Linked DNA regions of Gossypium hirsutum: region 2 is linked to region 1. A link is a contact called in public Hi-C data. All regions are on one chromosome and are shown on one strand. The core of a region is the stretch at or near the end of the contact, and the rest is flanking DNA. Distances in the headings are between cores, read along the strand shown. Region 1 holds the start of LOC121213091 (putative gamma-glutamylcyclotransferase At3g02910). Region 2 holds the start of LOC107951756.

What was found. Hi-C and Micro-C count contacts between places; a contact is called where the count stands out from the background.
Region 2: a Hi-C map of leaf shows a contact between it and region 1, with 2.7 times the contacts expected there. The contact joins the promoter of LOC107951756 here to the promoter of LOC121213091 in region 1. A contact is called at or near these places in 4 of 34 Hi-C or Micro-C datasets (all in leaf).

What each region holds. Positions count from the first base shown.
Region 1 is chrA02:95,224,542-95,230,703 of Gossypium_hirsutum_v2.1, forward strand. It overlaps LOC121213091 (putative gamma-glutamylcyclotransferase At3g02910), which reads right to left and starts at 2,604. Exons shown (of 1, transcript XM_041086221.1): 1 at 1,708-2,604. The coding sequence starts at 2,430. The coding sequence ends at 1,897.
Region 2 is chrA02:95,607,959-95,614,611 of Gossypium_hirsutum_v2.1, forward strand. It overlaps LOC107951756, which reads right to left and starts at 5,101. Exons shown (of 5, transcript XM_016886893.2): 1 at 4,440-5,101; 2 at 3,118-3,380; 3 at 1,092-1,209; 4 at 154-362. The coding sequence starts at 4,838.

The DNA.
Region 1 (6,162 bases), core at 1,354-3,853:
TTTTGTGATGGTTAGGAATATAACCAAAATAAATGATAATGTTAGTGACAAAACGAAAATTTTTATAGTTTGATGACAAAAAAAAATCAGATGACTAATTGTATAATTTATCCTTAATACTTGGTTGTTTTACTAAATTAACCTAAAAAATTTTGATATTTATAAAAATGACCCAGGTTCAAAAATAATCACAAAAATAACCTGAAATGAACAGTAAAATAGGGTTTTGGCCTGTCAATGGCCGGCACTAACTCGCATTTTGCACCCATGATTGCCAAATGATTGTTTCAGGCTTTAAAAAATTAATTTTTTTAGTTTTGGCCTGTCAATGGCCGGCACCAGGGTATTTTTTTTTTAAATCGTATCATATTGGTATACAAAATACGAGTTTAAAAAAAAACTTTGGGTGCTGGCCTGTCAATGGCCTGCACCAAGTACAAAAAGAAATTTTTTTGCTCTCTAAAATACGAGTTTTAAAAAAAAAAAAATTTGGGTGTTGACTTGTCAATGGCCGACACCCATTACAGAAAGAAAAATTTAATTTTTCTTTTAAAAAAAATTTTGCTCTCCGAAAATACGAGTTTTAAAAAAAAATTTTGGGTGCTGGCTTGTTAATGGCCAACACCCTGTACAAAATTTTTTTAAAAAAAACTCGTATTTTCGGAGAGCAAAAAATGTTTTTTAAAAAAAAATTAATTTTTTTTGTACTGGGTGCCGGCAATTGACAGGCCAGCAACCAAAATTTTTTTTTTAAAAACTCGTATTTTCAGAGAGTAAAAAAAAATTTTTTTGAAACAAATTTTGAATTTTTTTTTGTACTGGATGCCGGCCATTGACAGGCCAGTACCCGAAATTTTTTTTTTAAAACTCGTATTTTCGGGGAGTAAAAAATTTCTTTTTAAAAAAAATTTTGAATTTTTTTTGTACTGGGTGTCGGCCATTGACAGGCTAGTACCCAAAAATTTTTTTTTTAAAACTCGTATTTTCGGAGAGTAAAAATTTTTTTTTGAGAAAAATTTTGAATTTTTTTTTGTACTGGGTGCCTACCATTGACAGGCCAGCACCCAAAATTTTTTTTTAAAACTCGTATTTTCGGAGAGTAAAAAAAAATTTTTTGAATTTTTTTTGTACTGGGTGCCGGCCATTAACAGGCTAGCACCCAAATTTTTTTTTTTAAAATTGGTATTTTCGGAGAGCAAAATTTTTTTTTAAAAAAATTTGAATTTTTTTTTGTACTTGGTGCCGGCCATTGACAGGCCAACACCCAAATTTTTTTTTTAAAACTCGTATTTTGTATACCAATATGATACGATTTTTAAAAAAAATACCCTGGTGCCTGCCATTGACAGGCCAAAACTAAAAAAATTAATTTTTTAAAGCCTGACACAATCATTTGACAATCATGGGTGCAAAATACGAGTTGTTTACTGTTCATTTCAAGTTATTTTTGTGATTGTTTTTGAACCTGGGTTATTTTTGTAAATGTCAAAATTTTTTGAGTTAATTTAGTAAAATAACCTTAATACTTCCATCAATTATTTTCACCCATATATAGCCATTCATTATATTAGCTTAATTTCATCCGATATGTAACTTAATGTTTTTACCAACTACCTAAACTTTTTAAACCCTTTCCCGCAATGTATCTATTAGAGGCCAAAAGAGAATTGAATGAAGAAGAAAATAAATTTCAATGGAAGCCCAAAATTTTGCACCTAAACACCATTAAGTAATTTTATAAACTCAAAATGCGACATTTAAATTTCCACCATGCCCATGCAAAAAATGGCAACAAATTTGAGAAAATTCAATCTTGTTTCTCATTGAAATCTCGAGAAAAATTTTACAAGCATTACAACATTCAAAATTTTTCTCGAACTGTTTATGTTTATTGATTTAATCAGAAGGAGACGAAATGAAGATCATAATATGATCCAAGAAACTGAGATTTTGAGGCCTATCCTTACGTTTCACATAACCTTTGGCTTCTTTCTCGGAATATACCCCAAACCCTTTTCTCCTGTTCTTCTTCCACATCTCCTCCTCGTAACTCTTGTGCGCATAATACGCTTGAGCTGCGCACGCTAATAGCTCTTCCTCCCCAGCTGGCGTCAGATGGATGGGCCTCCGCTCGTAATGCCCGCGACTCGTGCCTTCCAATTCGTCCAGCCGGTCCAGCCCCCGAGCTGACACGGCGTACAGCTCTCCCGTGACTCGGAGTCCCAAACCAGCCATGTTGAGGAGGAAAGGGACACGGTATGGCCCGCAAACGAGCGGGTATCTCTCCATGGTACGGTAAGTGCCTTTGAATTCGGCGTCTCCCGTTCGCATCAAATCTTGAAGGAGCACGTGATTGGCAAAGCCCCGTTTCAAGGTGCCATATGTGAACACGAGGTTCGTACAATTACTGTTTTCGAATTCCACACCCATTCTTGTGGTATTTGGTTGGCTAGAAAGTGAGGTAAAATCAAGGGAACAAGAAGAAGTAGAGAGGATTTGCAATTTGTCAGATAAAGATGGGGTGTGGAGTTCTATTAATAGGAGGATTCCGTTTGATTGGTTAGGAATTTTAACTGTAGAAAATTCTCAATATGGAGAGTGGTGAAATCATATATCAATATGCATACCGTAAATTTATGTGGTTTTATCTAATTACTTTATTATTGGTCAAAGTACAAATAATTAATAATAAATATTATATAATTTAGTTAAAATTAATATAAATAATTTATAATAAATACTATGTAATTTAGCTAAATAATATATCAAATTATCTATTTAATTTTAAATTATATTAATAATATAACATATAAATATATTTTTTTCAAAAAATATTTCCTTAATTAAAGTACTATTATTATGTAAAAATAATATTTTAAATTTAAATAATATATGTATAATTACAAATACATTTACATTCATTAATTTTTTAAAGCATTTTAATTTATGAGAATGAATTGTATGGAACTGTAATTTCAAGTCATCTTTAACTCTTTTCAATAAAAGAATGATAAATTAGATTTTTCCTCTTAATTTTTAATTTTTTTTCTCTTAAAAAAGATTTAAATTCAATTAAAAATACTAAAGATTAGGAGAAAAAATTTAATTTCTCATTTATTTATTAAAAAGAGATGAAAATAACATAAAATCATAATTTTATACAACATCTTTTTTTATTTATATCCACGATTTTGTATTTTAAGCTTAAATGCTAAAATCGATGAATTTCATTAAAGTTTCCCGCGCGATTTAGTGGCTAAAGACTCAAAAAAAATTGTCCATGTGTTTGATAATATATCGTACATTAAAAGTAGATGTGACAACTTGAATATTATTTTAAAATAAAATATTTTATTTAAGAAATGAAAAATACAGAAAACATATAACCTCAATAATAGAGACTATTTTACCCAAATAACTCAAAAAAATAATAATTATAAAAAAAACCTAAGTTCAAAAAATAATCATTTAAATAATCTAAAATAAACAATAAAATTAAGTTAAGGAACTTAAGTGGTCGGCCCCACATTGATTTTTGACCCAATTATTAATTTTTAACTCAATTATTGCTTGATGATTGTGTTAGGTGTTAAAAAAATTGAGTGCCGGAGAATTAATGGTTGGCACCCTTTTATTTTTTTCCAAACCATAGTATATTGGTATACATTTGTACTAGTATTTAAAAAATTTAGGCGCTAAACAATAAATAGTCGGCACCACTTTTTCTTATTTAAAAATTATTTTTGTTGGGTGTCGGCAAACTAATGGCCGGCACTAGGGGTGAGCAAGATTTCATTCGAAAAACTCGATAAAAAATTTAAATTTTAAATTAAATAGTTCGAGTTATTTGAGTTAATTAAGTTATTCGGATCAACTCAAATAAAAAATTAAGTTTTTCGGTTTAACTCGAATATGAATTACACAATTCGAGTTATCCGAAAATTCGAATAAGAAAAGACATAACTACGTAGTTTTGATAAATGTTTACTTTATTAAAAGTTAAAATTCAAAATAATTAAGTTAAAAGGTAAAACTACGTCGTTTTGATAAATGTTTACTCATTAAGTTCAAAGACTAAATCATTATATTGTTCATGTAGTTAAATAATCATGTACTTCGTCTACTAATCAAATAATCAGTCCATCTAAACGCAACATTAAGTATAAACAATAGGATTCTTTAACTCGACTCGATTTGACTCGAAATTTTTTGACTCGATTCGATTCGATTCGATTCGATTCGAAAAAATTTCAAATTGAGTTCGGTTGCTAAAATAGGATTTGTCAACTCGACTAACTCGAAAATTTTTTACTCGATTTGACTCGACTTAATCGAATACTCACCCCTAGCCGGCACCCAATTAATCAAATAAAAAATTGGATCAGAGGAAGTAGATGGCTGACACTCTCTTCTTTGGGAACAAAAAATTTTGTTTTTTGGGTGTTGAGAAACTGATGGCCGGCACATTTGTACCCGATTTAAAAAAAATGGGTGTTGGGACACTGATGGCTAGCACCCTTATACCTGATTTTTAAAAAAAATTGGTGTGCTGGAACATTGATGGCCGACACCCCTTCAATAAATAGAGTTGTTTTGTTTTCCATTTGAGCTTTTTGTTTGTTTTATCAGTTGAAAACCGATATCAATGTTTTTGTTTGTTTAGGGGGAAACAAATATTGTTGAAGATAAGTTTCTAAATTCTGTTTGTTTATGTTCATCTCGATAGAGAAATAATAAATACAGCTGAAAAATGTTGTATCTTTTAAAGTCGACAAAAAATCTTTTATTATTCTCATAATGCCGAATTCGAAGACGACGAATATAACAAGTGAATTTTCATTATTCCATGATTATTGTAGAAACTTGTAATTAAAGGATTTTTTGTATTTTATTTACCCATGCCCTTATTATTTATTTTTTGATGAATCTTAATTTAAACAATGTAATTTAAATTAAATATAATTTTTAGTGGTATAAATATAAATTATAAAAAATTTGAATTTAATTAAAATAAGGATAATTCATTTTTAAAAAAATATGATTTTAATTAAAAATTATATAATTAAAGGACAAATTAATTTAATGGAGTAAATGAAATTCAAGTAATAAATTGGAAAGTAAAAAAAATAATAAAGTTAATAAAAAATAGAAATGAATAGGATTTAAGTTAAAAAAAAAAAGGAAAAGAAGATGGGATATTGTCAGGCCTAGAGAAGCGGACCCCTAAAGTTGATGGCTAGCGTCAGGCCTAGCATGTCAGGCCTTGGTCAGTGAGGGGCCGAATTCAGGCCAGTTAAAAAAAGGGGAAGGAAAAAAATTTCCGATAAAATAGATATCGGCCATAAGTGGATCAGTACCTAAAAAAATATTTTTTAAATGAAAAAAGTGGTGCAGACCTTTTATTGTCTAGCAATCAACTAAATATTAGTATAAATATATATCAATATGCTACAGTTTGAAAAGAAATACAAAAGTGCCGACCGTTAACTTTCCAATACTCAAAAAACATTTTTTTAACATATGAGACAATTATTAGACAATGGCTGGGTCAAAAATTAATGTGATACAGATCACTTAAGCTACTTAATTTAATTTTATTATTCATTTTAAGTTATTTATATAATTATTTTTTAACTTAAGTTATTTTTATAATTATTTTTAGGGTCATTTAAGTAAAATCACCATAAGATTTTTAGGGTAAAAAAATATCACAAAAGTCTCATACCATATATTACATTATATTTGTCTTTTTACTGAAAAATAAATAAATTAGTGAGTAAAATAGTTATATTATTAAAATATGAACCTAAAAATACTTGTTTTGATACTTATATATAAAATATAGTAATAGCTGTCAACTTTATAAATTTATTCAGCTTGACCTCTACTATTTTATTAGAAGTAAAATAGGTTTTTTTTGTCAAAGAAAAAACTAAAAAACTTCATTGCTCCATGTTTCTCAAAAATTTTAACTTATTTATTTCAAACAAAAGAGTGGGAGTTAAATTGAATAAATTTGTAAAAATTTAGAATTAAATATTTTATTATATCTTACATATAAATACCAAAATAAACCTTTAAGGGGAATTATTTTACTTATATATTTAACATATATAAACTAATTTATTTATCCTTTTAATAGAGAAATTAAAATATAATCCA
Region 2 (6,653 bases), core at 3,851-6,350, 390 kb after region 1:
TCCTTAGATCGCTATCATATTATCTTCAATCCAACTTGCTACTAAAATCAATTCCATGACCCTTTCTTATGCAATATATAAAAACCGCCAGCAAAAAAAAAAAAAAAAACTGATAATTCTCATAAGGTTGCCTAAAATAGATTACACACTTACCAGTAATCATCATAGTGCCTCTCAATGCAGGAGACATCTGATGCGGTGACAGCTATCAGAGCACCACTCCTGCATGCTTCTTCACATGCTCGTATAATAGTTTTGATCGTATCAGGAAGTTCAAATAAATAACCCTCAACAACAAATATATTAGTCTTGGATACTATGCCAGCCAGGCAAGAATCATAATTGATAGTCGATGATGTACCCTGAAATAACAGAAACAAGTTACTTATTAGGATTCAACACTCAAGTCTACAATGAACATGTTTAAGGCAGAGCGTTACTTCAATAACTTTTGCAGAAGGGGGAAATTGTGCAAAAGAATTTATTTTAAAGTGTGGCAGCATGAAAATGAGTTGCTCCAACATAGAATTTTATTTCAAATATTATTATAATTGATCAGCTAAGGCTTGACTGAACTTTTTATATAGAATATTTTAGGCACTTCTATATTTACTGGTATTTTATTTGTCTTCCAATACTAGGGCATTAAGGATCACTATAAGTGCCCCCACTTTATTGAGTTAAACACAAAAAGATGCATGACTCTCACTTATAACTCGCATCTGGAATGAAAAGCATCATATTCTTTAACATAGAAAAGAAGCCCGGAGCATATACACCCAAAAAGCAAGAAAATTTAACAAATGCTTGCTTTTCCGATTTGCAACTCAATGCTTAAATGGTTATGCATATTCAAGTATCTGCAATATAATTAGCATGACCATAACCTGTTTAGCTTCTAACAATCCAACCTAACGCCCAAAAAAAAAAAAAATCTGCAATCACCAAGTATGCAAGTCCAAAACTTTAACAGAGAATAAATATATAAATCATAACTCGACTGAACCTAAAGAGAAAACAAGATCATTATAGCCTTAAAATTTATGTAAAACTTTCAAGAACAGATAAGTTAATAGTCAAAGAAGTCTAACCTGATAAGCAAGCATTGTGCGCTGAGCATCTGGAGTTGTGAGAACTATCACTGTTCCAGTTGTTCCATCCTTGATAGGTTCAGAAAGAAAATTCACATTTGCCCGATGTAGTTTAGCCCTATATCAAGAATGTGAATATTTAATTTTAACAAAGACCATTACAAATATCAAATGAGTTAAATAACCTAGTTTTATTATGCAGATAATGACTGGTAAATCTAATAGCCATTTCAGAACTACATGCAGCAGCTACAAGAGGCATTGAAGATGCGAGAAATCATAGAAATTAATTTGTAAGAGGTACAAAATAAGGAGAAAATAGACTTCATGATAATGCTAATATTTGATAGTTGAAGTTTTCTGACATTATTACTCTTCTTCTCCTTTCAATCCCTATATAAACATTGAAATAGATGAAAATGCAAGACAGGAAACAAGACTTATGTAAGAGTCAAAATCCTCAAATCAGAAGTTAGTCTGCTACATTGAAAAGGACTCCCGGAAACTTGGACATGAGAAACAACAGATGGTGGATAAAACGAGTAGGACTAGAAAGAAAAAAGGTTATAGAATGGAATTCCTTTGGATTAAAAGGAAAAGGAATAAAGTTTGGCACAAGAAATGAAGTAAAATATAAGCTTATCAAGCAAAGTCTCATTTATCAATAATTCCTACTTCCTACCTTAATTGTATGTGAGACTAGAATCCTGAAAATATATGATAATTAACTAACTAGAATTTAGAGTGGCATGAATACCCTACCAACCAGAATTTAGCTAACAATTCTGGATGCCCTCAAACATGAAGCACCCTAGAAATTGTGAATTCTTCTGTTTTTCTTTTATTTTCCAAGTTAGTGGATCCCAGAATTGTATGGGAGTTATACCAGAGAGCATAGGAAAAAAGAAATACAAAAAAAGGGGGAAAGAAGCATAGAAACTAAACCCTAAATTTTATGCTGTCAAGAAACTCAACCAAAACAATGAATTAGCAATGTACTGGAAATGAAACGCTAGATGTAAATATCCTTTAAATCTTATCTTTAATTTGCTACAGTGATGGTCAGTTGCCTTAAACCTCCACCAAAGCTTTTACTAAACAAATTTCATCATTAACGGATAAATAAATTTCCTAATAATATGACTATTCATACTCTGCAGTTCTTTAGACCATGTCAATACTTCCATTACAGTTCTAAGGATGACTTTAATGAACATGAAGTAGAGAACAAAACCAAGCATACACCTCATCAGAAAAAAAAAATACCAAATAGGCAAACTTCTTATTGAATTAATTCCCAGCAACAGTCCAGAAATATATGGAAGAGTGCACATTATATTAAAGGGACAAACAGCCAAAAAAAGCAATATTAAGAATTAATTTTGCAAATATTGTGTTCTTAATGGAGCTTCAAAAGGCTTCATCAATTTATGAATCAACTATCTGCAAACCAGGTAATCACCTAAATGTGCATCCACCAATACCAAGTTCAATCTTGTGTAGTTCCAACCTTCCCTTTACTAATTTTAACCATCCAAAATAAAATGTATATGTATATTTTCCTAAATCTTCCTCTATTTTCCTTTCCTTTATAATAGTTTATCTAAACATGGCCTTGATCATTACCTAGATCAATCTATACATCATATTTTATTTGAATTGAAATATTTAATATTTTAAAATTCCAAAAAGGTCTTTAGTACTTATCTAATTAAAACTTTTTTTCTTTTTTTGAACTGATAAGTGCCACTTGATCAATAAGTTTAGATGACATGCTATGTCATTGACAAGAGCCAATGGAATTTGATTGATGAAGTTAATCCCCTTTATTGATTGTCCTTAAAGCAACTTTTTATATAAACAAAGGGTTTTAATTCATTAAAATTAGGCCAAAACCAGATAATTGATAATGTAGAGTGACCAATTCAGACCTTTTTCCCAAAACTTTCAGTAACATTTTCACAAAAATTAAACAAGTTAAGAAAAAAAAAAAAGAACCAAGGTATTTCTCAAAACAAAACCTGACCTGTAGAAGCCACCCAATGGATCACTACCTACGCTGCCTGCCATAGCTACATTTAAAGCAGGACCTCCAATGGGCTTATAACCAAGCCTTGCCAATGCCACCAAACTGTTGGAAAGAGATCCTCCAGCTGCTGCCTTATAGCTGCAACCATCCATAGCCTGCAAAACTCGACCTCTCTCTTCATGATTTACAACCTTCCTGGTTCCCTTCTCTAATCCCAATCTCCCCAAGAACTCGTCATCAACCATACCAGAAAAGTCTACCTGAAATTGGCAGGTAAATTGCAGAGAAAGCTTAATTTACTTTCAATACCATATGCAAATAAGACTATGCCAAAAGCTGCTATGCAGGAAGTATAATCGGAGGGGGAAAAAGGACAAAGTGAACAGGCGTTAAAAATATCAGCAACCATGTCTTACAATCAATTATCAGCAATTCCAAAGAATCCAAAAATCCAACATTGACAGATAAACAAAGCAGACCAACAAAAGAGTTAGATTTTGAAAATTCTATTGAATCATTATACCATCAGATAAAGTTTCTCTATACCAGTTATTTCTTTAAATAATCCATTTCATAACTCAACTTCTTGTAATTGCCTTCTAAGTAAAGCAACAAAAGCACAAACCAGTAAGAACACCTTGATAGACACAGCAGATTACTATTCAAGATGAAGAATGGAAACAGTTCTTTAACCCCTAGCCAAAATTTTTACAGGTTCCCAAAAATAGAGCCAAAATTGACCAATCTTTTCATTAATAAGTAAGGTTCTACTTTATTTTTATGCTTAGGTTCTACTTTATTTTTATGCTTACTAGATGCTAGTTGTTTCTAAGGTAAAGGTAAGAAAATGCAACCAAAATCCTAAACGAGGCATAACATCTCTTCATTAAATTTTTGCGTCACAAAATGCATAATCGCATTTCTATACAGAACAATTATGTTTCAATGTGTACAATATTTTAGCTATTAGTATAATTTTAACAAACATGATAATGCTTTTAACCAGCTTTAAGAAAATCAAAAGGAAAATTGTAAAAAACAAGTGCCCGAACAAAGTACCAAAGCCTTAATGATTTAAAAGCAACAAGAAAAATGTAGGATTGAAAGGAACAAAAGAAAATATATCAGCCAAACTCCATTTTCCTCTCTAAGAAACGAAATAGAAATGTACTACATTACAAGGCTTATATCCTTAACATCAATTCTCTTTTCCCTATACTTTACTAAAAAAGACATTGAAAAAACACAAATTTAACATTTAAGTATAAATTCAAAACACCAAGAGATAACATATAAACAAGAATGGTTAAGAAATATACCATGGCTTGACCAAGGCCAAGAACATCCCATCTGTCAGGCAAAACACAAAACGACCGAGCACCTTCTTCTTCATCATCGACTTCCTCCTCATCTTCTTCACTCTCAAATTCATCTCCATTGCTACTGCTACAGCTACAACTCCCTCTAGAACCACAAGGAGAAGAAACACAAAAGAACCCACCTTTCTGTTTCCCCATTGAACCAGAAGTCACCCTCCCTTTACCTCTGAAATCACCCAGAAACCCCAACTCTCTTATAATCCTCCCACTCCCATAACTTCGTTTGTGGTGATATAGAGAAGAAAATAAAGGAGAATAGAAGCGGTATAGAGAGAAAATTGAAGAGGAAAAAAGGGAGTTAATTTGTGGAGGAGATGAAATAGAAGTAAGGAAGGACATAGTTGAAAGTAGTTTAAACACTTGGTTTTTATTATTAACTAAAATGGGAATCTATTAGGGAAGGAAGAGCCGTCTGGGAATCGGGTTTTCTTAGTTTAGGATGGAGAATTGGAAGCAGAAGACATCCCCATCCACAAAGATTTTGGTGAATGTTTAAGAGAGAGGCTCCAAGTCGCTGCTTCTGTTGGTGTGTTGAGGATAAAATGGAAGGATGTTTTCTTTTTTCTTTTTTCTTTTCTCCATTTATTATTTTATTTTATGAGTTCCCAGATTTGGTTACGTGGACGTTTACTTTTACATATATTCGGTAAAATTGCATCTATAACAATTATTTCTCAAATTTAAGTAATTGAAAAATAAGAATATTATACAATATTAACAATTAATTTAAGTAATTGCATTTTTTTTATAAATTGAATTTATTATAAATTTACAAAAAGAATTTCAAAATTAATAATCTGAAAATTTTTAACAATTTAATGCTTAACATTTTAGAGTCAATTTTAAAAATTCTAATAGGAGAATAACAAATCAAATCTTTTACGTGATCTTTTAACATCAATTAACTTTTCCGTTTACTCCAAAAAAAATTGGGATCAAATATTAATAGAAAAAATAAATTAATCTAATTAAAACATATCATACACAGTTTCCACTCATTATTTCACATCATATATATATATATATATTAAATACACATTTTTTGTTATTCAGTGATTTAATGATAAAGTATCTTTATATTCTATAGTCCCATTTAAGTTTCCAGCCAATTATAAATAGTGAACATACCTAGAGGTCAGCGTCCACATTTACTCAAACAATATATTTTATGCAGCACATTTTGGCAAATTTTAACAAAAATTCTATTTTTCTGCAATTTTTAATTCAACTATATGACAATAAATATCTTCTCTAACGTTCAAGGTTTTCTTTTTTTCCGAATTTCTTTGTTGAATTCGCATGCATGCCATTAGTATTCCAATAAACCCGATTTAAAAAAAAAAACTTTTGTAGAATAAGGAGATTGTTGACATCTTAAAAATCAAAGATAAACATTTGATGATATGTTGTTTTCTCTGATTTCAAATTGCTCAAGCTTAAAAAACAAATGAATCTCCATCTATAGTAAAAATAAGGGTAAAGTAAACTTACAATCACCCAACTTTAATTAAAATAATAAAATAATTATTAAATTTTAAAAATTATAATTCAGTCACTAAACTTAAAAAAAATTAGTAACACAAATGCTCTATTGTAGTTTTCCTCTCAAAGTTATGAAAGGATATGTGCTGATGGATGAGAATATGCAATCTATTTTCCTAGTACTAGTGTTCGTTTGTAAGATGAACCTCATGCATAAAAAAGGAAATGTTCCAATGCCTAACGGGAATTTCTTCAAACAGCTTACCTGCGTCAAAAGTTATTCACTCACGACTCACATTTTTAAGTTTGCATGCTTGAGAGTTGAAACGAAGGAAACTATGTAAGGCAAACTGGTACAGGGCTTGCAGGAGGATATTTTGATTTTTGGAAAAAGGATTTTGGAGGAGGGCTTAGTAGAATGGGAATCAAAGTTATTGTTGGCGGTATCGTTAGAATGATGGAAGGTCTTCGAGCCGGCGCTTCTGCAGGGCGCGCTATTCTTTAAGGCGCTGGAGTGCAAGCTGTTATTCTCCATTTCTTCTCTTCTTCCTTTTCTTTTTCTTCTTTTTTTTTTTCTTAACTAGTCAGATTGACTTTTAGTGACGGAGTTATTTTTTTTTTTAAATTTAGTGATTGAACTGAAATTTTTAAAAATTTAATAACTATTTTATT